Regions from separate parts of the Mus musculus genome. Here regions 2 and 3 are each linked to region 1. Evidence: chromatin contacts called from public Hi-C and HiChIP or PLAC-seq data. All regions are on one chromosome and are shown on one strand. Each heading gives the region's core, a stretch centred on a gene start, on an enhancer-like site or on the middle of the called end of the contact. The rest is flanking DNA. Distances are from core to core; before and after follow the strand shown.

Region 1 (2,700 bases), core at 56-2,555:
GTGTTCAGACAGAGAGGAGAACAACCATAGAAGGGGTGGCAGGCCCTGGTGTCACCCTGGGTTCCTCTCTTCCTTCACATACTGATGCAAGAGGGGTTCACCCTCAGCATCCCAAGGTTGCGGAACAGGAAGTTCTCTGCTAAGCTACAACTTGCAGGGAAAGAAACTGTTTATGCTAAGTCGATGTGGCTTGTGGATGCTACAAGGGACCCTCTGAGTTAGGACCCCGCGTCTTATCTTAAAAACATTATTTTCTCAATTCTTTGAGAATGTCATACAATGTATCTTAATCCTATTCACTGGCAACTTCATAACTCCTCCCATATCCACTTCCCTCTCCCCACCCTCCCAAATTCACGCCTCACGCCCAGCTCAGGTTGTCCAACCCAAGGACAAGAGTCCCTAAAAAGGCCAGTAGGAGAATCAGGAAACAAAGATGTCAAGTTCTTGGCTTTGAACTATGAGGGAAGAAAAGGCTAAGTACACAGTTTGATGTGAAACCAGACCTGGAGAGGAAGCTTGCTGGACCATTGCTTACTTGCTTTCTCTCTCTCTCTCTCTCTCTCTCTCTCTCTCTCTCTCTCTCTCTCTCTCTTTCTCTCTCTCTCTCTCTCTCTCTCTTTCTTTCTTTCTTTTCATTTCTCTCCCAGTCCGGTGTAATCTTCACCCTACCGGCTCCTAGGTTCACTAGTCAATTACTATGTCAAGAACTGAGTGGTTGGAAGTTCTTGCAGCAGACAAGGAAAGGGAGGGGTTGGAGGTTCGCAATATTCATTATGCATTTGATTCCCCTTTTCTAGTGGTCTGAATTCCAGGTTATGGGAAAAGCCTGGAATGAGTCTTAGGAGCCAAGGACAGAGGATCCAGTTTTACAGGGGCTAGGAAGGAAGGCGTTACACAGCCCCACCCTAAGGCTCACTTCCACCACAGGGTTACGATTCCCTTGAGCAATGGGGAAGGAGAAATGGCAGCAGATGGGTCTCAGCAGAAAGGTGTCCAGCCGTACGTAGATGTGAGGACTCACTACCACGCACAGTCCGGGAGCAGGAAGGGAGGTGAATCCAGGAGCCTTGTGGATGGGACCAAAGAGAATAGCAGAAGCCTCCCCTTCAGGTCTAGCAGTACTGCATTCAGAGCTTGATACCATCTTGGAGAAGGCAGACAGAGGGAGGCATCAATATGAATTCCCCGAAGCGTATAAAGGGGGTTGAAGAAGAAAATGATGCGTGAGCTCCTGGTTCGATCATAGCCCAAGAGGAGTTTGTTTTCACGGCCAGTAGAGGGCGCTCAGAGATAAAAGAAGGCCTGTTGGCACTGGGCCCTGGATAAGCGATCGCCAGATGGGACTTTTGCTCGCCCCTGAAAAGCAGTTGAGTGCTGGTTTCTGTCTCACTCTTAACCCCACTCGGGCCATCACTTGCAACGGGGCTTTGCTTGGGGTTAAGGTTGGGAAAAACGCCCAGGGAGCAGGCCTGGCTTCTCAGGGGCCTCTCTAGCGGGGGATTGGCTCTCCCTCTTAGAAGCTCCATGCACCCACTTAGCGGCTGCCTCAGACTGCTCTGAGGATCCAGACAGGCTTGAGTGGAGGTTGTGAGGGGGCAGCAGACGTGGTCATGAATGCAGGGAACTGAGTCCCTGTGCTTGGGGCATCAGGAAGTCATGGGGCTAGAGAGGCACAGCAATGAAGAATAGCAAAACTCAGCATCCAATGGGAGAGGAAACACTTCACACACACATACACACACACACACACACACACACACACACACACACACACACACACACACTCGATACCACACCTTGACCATCCAGAAAGCATCTTAGGGATAATTATGAAAATGTTATGTGTTATTAAGATGTTCCTTCAGATGGGCTTGGACATAGGCCCATCTAATGTCAGCTTTATTAATTGTCAACTTGACACAACTTAGAATCACCTGGGAAGAGAGTCTCATTAAGGGATTGTCTACATTTGGGTTGGCCTTTGGGAGTGTGCATGTGCGTGTGTGTGTGTGTGTGTGTGTGTGTGTGTGTGTGTGTGTGTTCATGAGTGTGAGTGCATGTGTATCTTAATTAAGGTAGTCAATATAGCATGATCCAACTCACTGTGGGCAGCAGCGTTCCCTAAGCAGGGGTCCTGAAATGATTAAGAGTGGAGAGGATAAGCCAGGAGTGCAGGTGCTGGTCTGCCTTATCTACCTCAGCTAGGCTTCATTAAGGCCGGATGGTTTTACGGACAACTCATGCCAGGCTTGCTGGCTCTCTAGACACTACAACAGGCCTTCCTGTTTCTGTGTTCTATGTTCACCTTACTCTGCTAACAAACACCTTTGCCCTCTCTTACAGCGAAAACAGAGACACTGCACAGGAGAGCTCCCTGCTTCCTGTGTCCAGACTCACAGACTCACAAGCTTGCTGTCAGCTGTCTTTGATTTTTTTTGGTTTTGTTTTTCATGAAGGAAGCAGGTTCTCCTTCAAGATTCTGACCCATTTCTGCATAAATTCTGAGGGTCTCCTCCTCCCCCCTCTCTTGGGACCCACCTTATTTCAACCACTGTGCCTTGATTTCCCTGCCCTTTAAAAGATTCTTTATGAAGCATTCAACGTTAATGTAAGAGTAAGACAACAAACAGGATATTCTTGGCATTCACACAAGCTAAGCCTCTTAGTTGTGAATGCAAGAAATTGACTCTGGGTGGG
Region 2 (2,700 bases), core at 199-2,698, 200 kb before region 1:
TCAACATGGAGCATTCTCAAAAGTCAAATAGAATCGCCTACATGTCCAGTCATGCTACTCCTGTGTTCACAGACACACACACACACACACACACACACACACACACATGCACATACATGCACATGAACATCCAAAGGCAGCTCAGGCAGCATACACAGGGATACTTGGCATCTCTCAGAGCGCCACTCAGCTGTCAGGAAGAGTGGAATTACATCATTTTCAGGAAGATGAATTGAGTCAAAGTCATTGCGGTGATGCTATGAGGTAAGCCAGAGCCAGGCAGACAAACACTACATTATCTCTCTCTGGCAAAATTGAGTGGGAATATACAAAATAGTATATAACCTAGATTTAAACATATATCATATATGAGGAACGGGAGTAAACAGAGGACTACAGGGAAGAAAAATGAGCCTAAAGGGAGGAGAGGCAGGAACAAAGGGTCACGGGAGGCAGTAACGACACAACACCATGTTTCCTCTCATGCAAAATCAAGACATAAAAGTAGGTCCTGTGAAGCCACAAGACAACTATGAGAGGATGAGAAAGAGGACAAGCAGGAGGGGGTAAGAAGAGCAGAGGAAGATAGTGAGGGGCAGACATAAGGAAAACACAAAGACAGACATATAGGAAAATGTCGTAGTGAAGCCCTGAAACTGTATGATAGCTTAAGATGTCATTGTTACAAAAGAACATGGGGCTGAGAAGACGGTTCACCTGGTTAAGTGTTTACTCTGCAAGCCTGAGGACTTGAGTTCAAATACTCAACACACACATAGAAACCCAGTAATCCCAGCTTTGAAGGGCCTACACGGGAGAACCCCAGGAGCTCACTGGCAGGCTAGTCTAGTCTCAACAACCAGCCTCGGGCAGGGGAAAAAGACCTTGTCTCTAGGCAAAAGGCAGACAGGCCAGAGGAAGACACTCAACACCCTTCTCTGCCTGCACACACAGGAGCATCCACCAGTACACTCACATGCATGCGCGCACACTCTCTCACATGTGCAAGAAACCTTGTCAAAACTATCAGTGGACAGAGAGATGGCTCAGCCATTAAGAATACATACTGCTCTTGCAGAGGATCTGAGTTCTGTTCCCAGCACCCACTCCGGGTGGCTCACAACTACCTGTAACTCCAGCTCGAGGAAATCCAACACCATCTTCTGGCTTCCGCAAACACTCAACATGTGCACACGCACGTAAATAAACTTTTTTTTTTTTTTTTTTAAATAAGACTTTAGATAAGTTGCTGTCCTGGGGGAAGTGGTCGCGCCTCTGAGGAGGATGAAGCGGGTCAGAGATGTAACCAGGAATGGAGCCGCAGCTGCCCACCCACCTGCACGATGGTGGGGGACCCGAGTTGCACGCGCTCTGCCTTGCCACGGCGAGGCCACAGCTTGGACAGAGGAAACCGAGGCACCCGAAGACCTGGCCAACTCCCCTGGACGCGTGGGTGAGCCCTCTGCGTCACCATGACAACCTGCGAGACGCGGGGGGGAAAAAGAGCGGGACTTTGATTGGCTGATCGCTACCCAGAAGAACCCGGAAGTGAGCGAGTTTGCGCGCCCATCCAGCGACACTAAGGACCCCACGCCACTTCGAACATGATCTCGCTGGCCTAAGGGGACACTGGAAACTGGAAAGAGACCGGAATCGTGGGCAGTTCTCAGGTTTGCCCGGCGAGCATCCCTCGGTATTTGAAAGCCGCCATCCCATCTCCATGGCAACACAAGGACGGCCGGAAAAGACCCGGATGCTGCCTGGTTGAGCGCTTCCGGCGCTGTGGGCTGGGGCCGGAAATGAGAATCTTTGAGTACACCTAAGTGGCCTTGGGCACTCTAAAGCCAGTGCATCCTTTCTAGAAAGAGGTGGGAGAGATGGCGAGACTCACACAGCCCCACTGCAGGCCCTGCTTGGCGTTTACACGCCCCCTCGTCTCCATGACAGCAATAGGACGCCGGCGATGCAGGGCGCTGATTGGCTGAGATTAGGAGGCATGGACCGGAAGTGGCCGGAGATTGGCGTGGCTAGAGCCAGTCCCCTCCCCATCTGCGCGCCGATGCCTCTGAGCCTCCTCAGGAAACTTCTCGGTCTGGAGCCCGTTGGTCACTGCAGGCTCAGCGGACCGAGGTTAGGACGGATCGGCCTCTCTAGTCAGAGCGTGCAGTGGTGATCAGATCCCACCGGGAAGGCAGCATAATCGCGTGGTCCCAGCCTTCAAGCTGCCTGCGCCGCACATCTTGGTGGGTGGGACTTAAAGTCTTTCACGTCTGCCTGGTCCCAGAGCGTCACAGCTTTAGCTGTTTTGCTGTGTTTCCTTCTTAAACAGGGTTTCACGCTGTAGCCCAGGTTGGCCTCCAACTGGAGTCCTCCAACTTCCATTCTGATGTGAGAGCAGGCTGACAGTATCTATGGAAGGAAGAAAGCCCAACTCAGTTGACCAGAATCGGGCTAGAGATGGGGCTAAAGTTCCTTTTCTAGGTGGGGTGTGGCGGTGGGGAGATAGGACCCTACGTTTCTTGTTTTGTTTTGTTTTTTCGAGACAGCGTTTCTCTGTGTAGCCATGGCTGTCCTGGAACTCACTTTGTAGACCAGCCTGGCCTCGAACTCAGAAATCCGCCTGCCTCTGCCTCCCAAGTGCTGGGATTAAAGGCGTGCGCCACCACTGCCCGGCGGACCCCAAGTTTCTAAGGATAAACC
Region 3 (2,700 bases), core at 165-2,664, 240 kb after region 1:
CCCATGGGGGCTTCCTCTCTCCCATTCCTCCTTCTACACTTGGTCTCTCTTTTCTCCTTACTCTTCCCACCCAGGTAACTCAAAATCCACCTACCTCGAATCCCTCCAGTAATTGGCTGTAGCCAATTTTATTTAACCAACAGTTTTAAATTAAGGAACAAGGTACAAAAGCTTGGAAAGACGGTAAGTCACTCGTAGGTTTAGGTTTTTGGATATGGAATTTTGCTTTATGTAACAGACCCAACCTCAACACTGATTGTGATTAAAATTTTCTACAACAGCACATTTTTTAAAAAAGATTTATTTATTATATGTAAGTACACTGTAGCTGTCTTCAGACACTCCAGAAGAGGGCATCAGATTTCATTATGGATGGTTGTGAGCCACCATGTGGTTGCTGGGATTTGAACTCGGGACCTTCAGAAGAGCAGTCGGCGCTCTTAACCACTGAGCCATCTCGCCAGCCCCAACAGCACATTCTTATTGTGTACCTTTTGTTTTGAGACAGGATCTACCTAGCCCTGACTGGCCAGGAAGACAATATGTAGAACTGACTGACCTCAGACTGAGAGCCACCTACCTCTGCCTCTCGAGCCGCTGGGATTAAAGGCTGTGTATTATTGCTCACAGACTTTCCTTTTGTAAGGTTTTACTTTCTGTTTTGCCTGCATGTATGTCTGGGCACCATGTGCATGCTTGGTGTCCACGGAGGTCAGGGGAGCGCGATGGAAACCCTGAAACGAGATGGTTGTAAGCCACCATGCGGTTATTGAGCTGGGCTTTGAACCAGGTCCAATGCAAAAGCGGCCTCTAGACCATCTTAACTGCTAGACCATCGCTCCTGTCAACTGGTTTGGTTTCTTCACAGGTCTCAGGTATCTCAGGCTGACCTTGAACTTCTGAATCTCCTGCCTTTACCCACCAAGCGCTGGTGCGCAGGTGTAAACGCTACGGTTTGTGTTTTGCTTCGGGGTTTTGTTGTTGCCTTGATTTTTGTTTCCTTTCGTTGTATTTCTGAGAAAGCCTCAAGTGACCCAGGCTGGCCTCGAGCCGGCGGCCAGCCTCGTCTCACCCTGGCGGGCAAGGGAGGCACATCTGGCTCCATCTGGTCCTCGATTCTTTTAACGCGAGACAAACAGCGTGACCGCATCAACCACGAGAGAGAACAGGTCACCCGCCACGTCGGCCGGAAGCCTGGGATTCACCCTGCGTTCATCCACTGGCCACGCAATCAGAAATCTCGCGGTGCTGCATGAGTGAGCCGTGGTTGACAGCTCGCACACGTCTGCGCACTCGGGATTGGACAGGGGATCCTGAGGGGCGGGGCACGAGAGCCCTGGCGCGGACCGCCTACTCCGACCCCACACCCCGCTCGGCGGCGAGACGAACTCTCGCGACGCTTGCGTCCGGCCTCGCGAGCTCTGGCGTGGCGCTCGCCGGCTGGCCCTCACGGGGAAGAGGTGGCGTTCCGTTGGTGACGTTAGGCTCCGGCGGCGCCGGCAGGGCGTTCTCCGGAGCTGTGCGGCCAGGTGAGAAGCTCGACGGGAGCGCGGGTAGCCGCGGCTGGGGTGGGCGGGCGGGCGGGTGGGCAGGGTGGGGCGGCCTCTCGTCGGCCGCGTCCCTGTCAGGCGGGCCGGGCCCCGCCCCGCCCGGCCGCCCGCCTGCCCTCAGCGCCCTCCTCCCTGTCCGCAGCTCGCCGCCGTCCCGCTGCTGCGCTCGCGATGGGCGCCCAGGACCGGCCGCAGTGTCACTTCGACATCGAGATCAACCGGGAACCGGGTGAGCGGGGCGGGCCCCTCTGTGGGCCCGGGTCGGGGTGGAAGTGGACGCGGCGGAGCCGGAGCCGGAGCCGGGCGGGGGCGGGGCGGGGCGGGCTCGGCCGGCCAGAGCTGCGGAGCCGCCGCGGTCACGAGCCGGCCAGCTGCCCTCCGCTGTCCCTCGGGAGCCTTCCCGAGAATGTACTGGCTCCGGGAGACGTGGCTGGAGAGGAGAGACTGAAGGGCTTGTGCGGGTTCTGTAGCCCCGGGATTGCTCCTAGGCTGCGGCCGCGATGTTTGGTTTTTTTTTTTTTTTTTTTGGAAGTCCAGTGTGCAGCCATTCATTAATCCCGAGGCGTCGACGTCTCTGTGTGCAGAGAGGTGGCTGCTGCACACATCGGTGCGCACACATGTAAAGGTCGCGTGTGTATCGAGCAGGAACATGTGTACGGATGCGCGGTTCTCAACCGACAGGGATCTTAACTGGAGGTGTGTGGTGTGCGCCACGTCTTAGGTCGCAGTGGACTCGCAGGAGAGCTGCTTGTCCTGGGCTCTGGAAGGGCAGCAGTGACTAAAGCAGGGCTGCTGCTTCTTTTATGTTGACGTCCTGGGGGAAAGAGGCAGGAAGTGAAGGGGTAAAAACCGCATTCCCTCCAGTAGTGCTGTTTTAGTCAGGCGGTGAGCGAGAAAGGCCATCTTGAGAAGATGACATTTGAGTAGGTGCGAAGCCGAACCTGTGGAGGGACGCCTTTGAGAACTGTGCTTGGTAGTGGCAGCCAACGGTTAGCTTGGGTTCTGAGACAGCGCTTGTGTTTCTTGAGGGAAAGCGAAGGTCCCGGTCTGGCTGGAGTAGAGGGAACAGAATAAGGAAAACTCAGGCTCTAGGATAAAAGGAAGACGGTGACGGTTCTGAACAAAGGATTGGAGCGATCTTAAACGTTCT

Evidence for each region. A called contact is a pair of places that touch in the nucleus more often than the background predicts. HiChIP or PLAC-seq counts read pairs in DNA pulled down with a chosen protein or histone mark.
Region 2: an H3K4me3 HiChIP or PLAC-seq map of bone marrow-derived macrophages shows a contact between it and region 1, with 2.1 times the contacts expected there. The contact joins the promoter of Ulk4 here to the enhancer-like site in region 1. A contact is called at or near these places in 1 of 39 promoter capture datasets (hippocampal neurons), 23 of 484 Hi-C or Micro-C datasets (B cells, the Ba/F3 cell line, the G1E-ER4 cell line and 12 more), 7 of 115 datasets of contacts at active chromatin or transcription factors (the 230-238 cell line, bone marrow-derived macrophages, embryonic stem cells and 1 more) and 3 of 9 other capture datasets (adipose tissue, embryonic stem cells and liver).
Region 3: a contact with region 1 is called in a Hi-C map of cortical neurons. The contact joins the promoter of Nktr here to the enhancer-like site in region 1. A contact is called at or near these places in 8 of 39 promoter capture datasets (the 3T3-L1 cell line, the HPC-7 cell line, cranial neural crest and 4 more), 1 of 15 datasets of contacts at CTCF or cohesin (large pre-B cells), 4 of 484 Hi-C or Micro-C datasets (the HPC-7 cell line, cortical neurons, large pre-B cells and 1 more), 13 of 115 datasets of contacts at active chromatin or transcription factors (bone marrow-derived macrophages, embryonic limb bud, embryonic stem cells and 6 more) and 3 of 9 other capture datasets (adipose tissue, embryonic stem cells and pancreatic islet).

The regions. Positions count from the first base shown.
Region 1 is chr9:121,476,181-121,478,880 of GRCm38.p6, forward strand. No RefSeq gene overlaps it. Among named protein-coding and RNA genes, the nearest start is that of Gm38661, 14 kb to the right of the region's middle. Within about 2 kb of position 1,306, at least 24 of the 459 cell types and tissues checked have an H3K27ac peak or open chromatin away from gene starts, as enhancers often do. A contact at or near this core is called in bone marrow-derived macrophages, cortical neurons, neural progenitor cells and 1 more, where this site is marked.
Region 2 is chr9:121,275,724-121,278,423 of GRCm38.p6, forward strand. Ulk4 (unc-51-like kinase 4) reads right to left here and starts at 1,449. Exons shown (of 37, transcript NM_177589.3): 1 at 1,337-1,449. Gm34655 (a long non-coding RNA gene) reads left to right here and starts at 2,024. Exons shown (of 2, transcript XR_003948091.1): 1 at 2,024-2,243.
Region 3 is chr9:121,717,767-121,720,466 of GRCm38.p6, forward strand. Nktr (natural killer tumor recognition sequence) reads left to right here and starts at 1,415. Exons shown (of 17, transcript NM_010918.2): 1 at 1,415-1,529; 2 at 1,693-1,779. The coding sequence starts at 1,722.